Regions from separate parts of the Zea mays genome. Here region 2 is linked to region 1. A link is a contact called in public Hi-C data. All regions are on one chromosome and are shown on one strand. The core of a region is the stretch at or near the end of the contact, and the rest is flanking DNA. Distances in the headings are between cores, read along the strand shown. Region 1 holds the start of LOC100240698. Region 2 has its middle 21 kb from the start of LOC103653005.

The links. Hi-C and Micro-C count contacts between places; a contact is called where the count stands out from the background.
Region 2: a contact with region 1 is called in a Hi-C map of tassel, with 2.1 times the contacts expected there. The contact joins the enhancer-like site here to the promoter of LOC100240698 in region 1. A contact is called at or near these places in 4 of 25 Hi-C or Micro-C datasets (endosperm, leaf and tassel).

The regions. Positions count from the first base shown.
Region 1 is chr4:29,949,068-29,952,552 of Zm-B73-REFERENCE-NAM-5.0, reverse strand. LOC100240698 reads left to right here and starts at 1,487. Exons shown (of 6, transcript NM_001144024.1): 1 at 1,487-1,693; 2 at 1,774-1,862; 3 at 2,513-2,568; 4 at 2,653-2,705; 5 at 3,128-3,246; 6 at 3,340-3,485. The coding sequence starts at 1,826. The coding sequence ends at 3,434.
Region 2 is chr4:30,015,817-30,018,944 of Zm-B73-REFERENCE-NAM-5.0, reverse strand. No RefSeq gene overlaps it. Among protein-coding and RNA genes, the nearest start is that of LOC103653005, 21 kb to the right of the region's middle. Within about 2 kb of position 1,479, at least 20 of the 20 cell types and tissues checked have an H3K27ac peak or open chromatin away from gene starts, as enhancers often do. A contact at or near this core is called in endosperm, leaf and tassel, where this site is marked.

The sequences.
Region 1 (3,485 bases), core at 238-2,737:
ACAAGGGGTCTTGAAGTTGACATGATGGTGTGGTTGAGAACCAAAGAGGTTAGGGTTGCTATCACATTTCTTTGTTGGGCATATGGCATTTGATCTTGATCCTTTGTGTTTGTTACAAAAAATGTATTTACTGTGAGCTTACTACATCTTAGCCTATGGTGTGCTATTGTTGGCTTCCTTCGTGCATGACATTGTTGCTATCATTATGAAAAGGAAATAATTAGATGGTTTCATGCGTATGCATACATATAACATGTCTTTTGAAAGAATGGGTGAAGGCAGGGCCGGGCCAGTAAAATCTAAGGTCCTATACAAAATTCCGGAATATCAATCTATAAACTAGAACTATACTAATATAGGCTATAATAGTATGATAAAAATATTATATTAAGAGTTGTGTCTAGCTGTCTATTCAATTTTGTATTGTATAATTTTACTTGGATAGTATTATTCTTTAAAAATAAAATCTTGAACGATATTTACGTTTAAATGGAGATGTAGTCGTGATCAAAGACAAAGACACCATACAAACAACTGATTTGACTCATGAGAAGAAGATTTGCTTAGAGATTAGTTGATTTATTTTCCTTACTGAGCTAATTACTGAACTGTGTATTGATTAAACTATTGATGACTATTATTTTAGGGGCTTGGAGGATTGAGGCCCTGTTCGTGGGCACCGGCCGCACGTGCCTCCGTCCGGGCCTGATTTTTCCTTCATAACCCGAAACCATTTCATAACAGAAAAATGGTAGCTAAACAGATTCGATAGTAAGCTCCCACTGAAAATGGCGTCTAGCGAAGTAGATAACAAACTCTAGTAGTTGCTCTAGCCTACAGAGTGTGATTGCATGGTACTACTGCATGCAAGATCTTGCATCTTGGCAGTTTGAAGTGAGTTTTTTTTCCCGATCCATTGTAAGTGAGTTTTTTCCCGATTTATCATACTTGTCCTGATCAAAATTCTGCTCTTCTGTTTTGGCAGTTGTGTAGTACGAGACACGCTGAAGACTAGGGAACAAAAGCTGAGAATTATAGTTTTTCGGCCAAGAAATTCGCCGAAAAAATAGATATTTTTTAATATGTCCCATATTTAATTTTAATTTATGAAATTCGCCGAGAATTATAGTTTTTCGGCCAAGAAATTCGAAATTCGTTTTTAATGTAAAAAACCATACGCATTACAAACAAATCCTATCAGAACTTTAATTTTTTTAAACTCAATTATCATTTTTAGTAAAGATACCCAATTTCGTCACGGATTTCGGTAAAAAAAATCCGATTTTCGTTTTAAAAAACGTTAAAATGCAAATTGGTTGAGAAATTTGAAAGATCTTTTTGCTGAGCAAAAAAATACGAAGTAGAAAAAAACGAAATAGTTAACCCTTGTGGGACACAAAGGAAAACTGAAAACGAGGCGGAGTGGTGGCGGCCTGGCGGGACTTATCCGTGCAATTCATTCCAGTCCAGCGATCCAATCCAAAGAAGCCTCCTGCTGTCCACCTCATTCCCCATCCGTCCCCGTGGGAAGCGGGGCAAAGCGACGTACGCTACCCTTTGCGTGCGCGTAGCATTTAACCAAGCAACTCCCAATCCCCACTCCTCCCCCACCATTTCTTCCCTCTCGCCTTCCCCTCCGCCGGCAATCCCACGTCCAATCAGCCGCCGCTCCAGCCTTCCATCCATCCATCCCGTGAGCGCCTGCCGCCCTCCACCGTTTCTGTCGATTTCCCCGCGCCTCCTGACCCTACCCGATTGTTTTTTCTGTTCCAGGTAGCTGCTCTCTATTACGCCAGCGATCGAGAGACCAAGAGGAGCAGGAGCGATGGCGAGGAGCTCGTTCAAGCTGGAGCACCCCTTCGGTTCGTCCCTCCGATTCCTGATTCCCCCCTCCTCATCCGGGCTTCAGCTCTTGTTATTGGTCGTGCTAGGGTTTCGGTTGTTTGGCTGGTACTGGTAGATGGTACCCCGTGCGGACCTATCAATCAATCGATTCCTTGAATTTCCTAGGTTATATAAGCAAAGCTTTGTTGGGGGCGGGCGGGGGTTGGTCTGTTCTATCGTTTCGCGATCCTGTGATGGTTGGATACATGTTTTATTTTTGTTTGGGGGGGGGGGGGGCGTGGTGGGAATCTGCAGCTTTGATGGAGTGCTCGTGGTAATCTGCACTAGGCGATTCATAGGCTGTGGCACCCACAGTTTGCTGTGTTGTGTAGCAGCTTAACATGATCCGGCACAGTTCGTACCGACTCCAGCAACTAGTAAATTCCATCATTTGCATCTGGTGCTCTTCGTTGCTAAATTTTTCCGAACTCGTTCTCAAGCTGTAACTCCCCAGTTTACATTATCTTATCAGGTTTAGGCTGTACCTACATCCGCGGAATGGTTTGTCTGTTTCCTGTGCATGCCTTACCATTGCATGGTTCTTATTCAACACTTGGGGGTTATACAAATGTACCCTTTCGCCTTAAAATGTCTGAATTCTCATTATACCTATGTTCTATGTTTGTAGAAAGGAGGCAAGCTGAGGCTAACCGCATCAGGGAGAAGTACCCCGATAGAATTCCTGTAAGCCTTAAGTAATTGTTATCCATGCCCTCTGATCATTTTCCACGATATAGCTTTTGTTCTCATCCAAATCGGGTAATGTAGGTCATTGTTGAGAAGGCCGAGAGGAGTGACATCCCAGACATCGACAAGAAAAAGTCAGTTCCGAACCATTTCAAGATTATTTCAATTGCATTTCTTGACTTTTATGGTTTTTCCTGACATTGCAATTTTTTTCCCTGTACTTCTGAAAGTAGTTTTACCGATTGTCGTCGTCGACTTTGTCAAACTCTTCATAATGCAAAACTGCTGGATGTAGGCATTATCCCTTGTGCAGTTGTGCCAATCATGCCTTTGAAGTTGTTTATCTCTACTCCCAACCAAGAGTCTGTTGTCTGTTCCTTGTGCAAGTTGCCATCTAGAGATTGATTGTTTGCTGCATTAGCGTATCCCTTGGCCCTTGCTTCTACCATCTTCCAGCATTAACCAATTCAGAAGGAACTCTTGCTTATCGGTACAAGCCAAGACCAGCTTGCAGCATCTGTGTGCCTCCAAGTAACATGCGATTGCTTGCATGCAGGTACCTTGTCCCCGCCGACCTCACAGTGGGACAGTTTGTGTACGTGGTGCGGAAGCGCATCAAGCTCAGCGCCGAGAAGGCGATCTTCATCTTCGTGAAGAACACCCTCCCACCAACAGGTTTGCCATACCATCGTGGGGAAAAACAAAATAAAACCTACCTGTCCATGGTGCCCGTGTGTACAATGCTGTTACTTTTTCTTGTCCATGCAGCTGCCCTGATGTCTGCCATCTACGAGGAGAACAAGGACGAGGACGGGTTCCTCTACATGACCTACAGCGGCGAGAACACCTTTGGGCTGCTATGAGTGGCGCCGCGCCGCCGTGGATCGACGTCGGACAATGCCCCTCCTCCTGTA
Region 2 (3,128 bases), core at 230-2,729, 66 kb before region 1:
CTTGGACTGTAGCCTCGACCCGACACAATTATATATTTTTATTTTAGAAAAAAGTATATATATATATACAATTTATATTTAATATTAAAAATATCTAAGCATGATGTTATATTGGTTAGACAGTCTCACCTAGTGTCTCCTGCCCTTGTTCTAGCTCGGCATGGGATCAAACCCCACCTTTTGCACCGTTTTTTACATTTTAAGCGTGCAATAGATTAATTTGAAATAGCTGTGAGAGGTTATTTATAAAAAAGATGACGTGGGACTAGTATGGTACCCATGCGTTGCAACGGAACATTGTAAACAAATCTACCATCGACTCTTTGTCCATCAAATATTAACATGTGTAGAATTTCGGCTCCGCAGTGCACATTTGCACTAAGGCTAACAGCAAGCAACCGCAACCACAAATCAACGTTGATCTAGAAACGCAATACAACAAGTAGTATGCAACTACGCAGGTCTACATGTTCGCAACAGTGCAACTGCAACCATTATGCAAATATGAAATATGCAATAATAGTGCAATATAATGCAATACAAGTATGCAAGCAACCGTATCCGTAAGTGATAATTAAATCGAGTTAAAACGTGATTCACCGGCACGCATGCGAGTCGAAACGACTCATGCACGATACATAACCCGGCTCTAAATTAAGACGTACGACACTAGTACTGGCTAACGTGTCAGTAGTACTAATGATGTGCCGTGTGTGTACGATTTTGTATTTTGCCAACCACCTCATCATACAAAATAATAAGTCGGAGTCGGAATCTCTTTGCACGGAAATCAACAGAATTTTGCAAGCATGCATGTGACGATGACTACTTCCTACATGTGATGATGATGACTACTGAGTGGCAGAGAGGTGTAGACAAAACGTTCCCTTTCGGACTACACATACATGTGATGCATGTGATGATATAACCTCTGCACATCGGGTAGTGATGCTAAGGGGTTGTTTGGTTTGAAGAGTCAATCCATTCTAGATGAAGTGTTGTGTCATAAGTTTATTTTATAAATTTATAGAGTATTTGGTTTGATGAATGAGCAGTCTATCATCTTCTCAATCCTTACTTTTTTGTTTGGTTTGTGGAATGAAATAAGTTGATGCATCACCACCTCATTTCTTATATTAGTTAGTTAGTACTAATATAAAAAATGAGATCATTACACTAGATTTGAGAAATGAATTCATCATGCACTAACTCATTTTGGATAGAGTGATTCATCAAACCAAACACTCGGTTAGTGAATGAACCCAGTCCTCGTATTAGTACTAATTATTAGTCTATGATGAATAAAATGATGATAAATCAACTCATTCTATTTCATAAACTAAACAAGAAAGTAAGGAGTGAGAAAATGATGTACGATACGAAAAAGAATAGGACGTCACAAATAGTTGGTGTATAGGCACCGGGCCCACAACTGCAAAACACGTTTATGATCGCTCGTGACGATCCTTTTCGCTGGTCAGTCCATGCATGTGCTTGCCAGCCCCTGCACGCTGCAGCCAAACCGAGTGGTACGGTGGTACCCTGTGGACGGCGACATGGTGTCGTCGTTGTTAGTGCCATGTATACTTATTTAAACAAGTGTGTGAATATGACGGGCTTTTCTAACTATAGAAGGCACATTGTTGAAAATCAAAAGGAAAACTAAATTAGTGCGGCGAATTTAGCCAAGAATATCATTAGGGTCATTACTCATTAGAGTCAACTTCTCTATATGATATAATATTTTTTCCAAATTTTACTGTGTTTTATTAAAGGATTTACAAATTTTGTCGTGGTCGGCTGATCCCGATAAACCCCTTAGATCAGACCCTGAGTGACATAATAGATATTCAATAATTAGTGACAAACCGAAATGTAGAAATGCTTGAAAGAAAAAAAAGTGTAACATAATAGATATATCCAACGACAGATATTGTGTCGATTGATGTCGACGTACATCGGTGTAGTGACGATTCGATGCAGGAAGATATTGAGCAGTTGTGTCGCACACACTCTCCAAAAATGTGTTTGCCCGTTCTTCACTCAAGCGAGTGTTTGCACGACAGTCGTTTCTGAAGGCTTGCTCTTGCGAGGTCCGTGCTCGTAGAGCTATGAAAATAGAGATGCATAAGCAAAGCCAGCAGCAAAACATAGAGGGGATAGGAGGGAGGTCTTCTAAGCAGGTTATTTGTGGTGGTGACTTGGTGCTCTGAGCAGAAGACGTGTCTGTCCCTTATAGGCACAGGAGGAGCTCGATTCACTAAATCTGGACGCCATCTAATGTGCTTTGATGATCATAAATCAACAATTATAGGTAACAATCACATTGATGGTCATCAATCTAGCAATTACAAGTAATTGTCACATCGATGATCATCAATTTGCAGCTTCAAGTAACAGTCAGGCCATTCAGATTGTTAGTTACTCCATTGATGACTCACCCGGTTATACTGCAAAGTAATCACAACACATAAAAACTGCACCATTTGTTTGTCTCGACATGACACACCCAAGCCCATGGTTCGGCCGAGCGAGCTTGCGTGTGGCACACCAATCTCCTTTTCCAACTTTATAGAAGGTGTGCACAAAGTACACCTTTTTTTGTTGGTTAACTTTTTCTTCTGCTAGCAATATAGGACTAAAGTCTCTTAATTCTCGAGCATTTACTATGGATAATAGAATATTATATGTATTAAGTGGTCTAGAACATTTAAATTCAACAATCCACACCAAATATTTTAAGGCACGTAAAGAATACTCTCAGATGTTCTGCTATTTTGATATACTAGTGTTTCGGTGGAGGCTATTAAGTTGAACATCCACCTAGGACTAAGGCTGCACTTATTCATAATTGAACAATGGACTATGTATTGAATTAACAATTTTGTGCCAACAAGCTTGTCCAAAGCTCTTAACTAATACTAGGTAGCAAAAGCATCCCCACGGTCTGAAGAATATAAGTCACACTTTCAGGCCTTTCATGAGTATCTAGAGATTACCCATATCCCATGGACTATAACTAGCAGTCGAACTTATATAGGTGTGTTCCTTATAGTGTCTTCTATAGGATAACATCCCTGCTTAATTACAACACCCACATTATATTGCGATTTTAATCATCTTGCCCT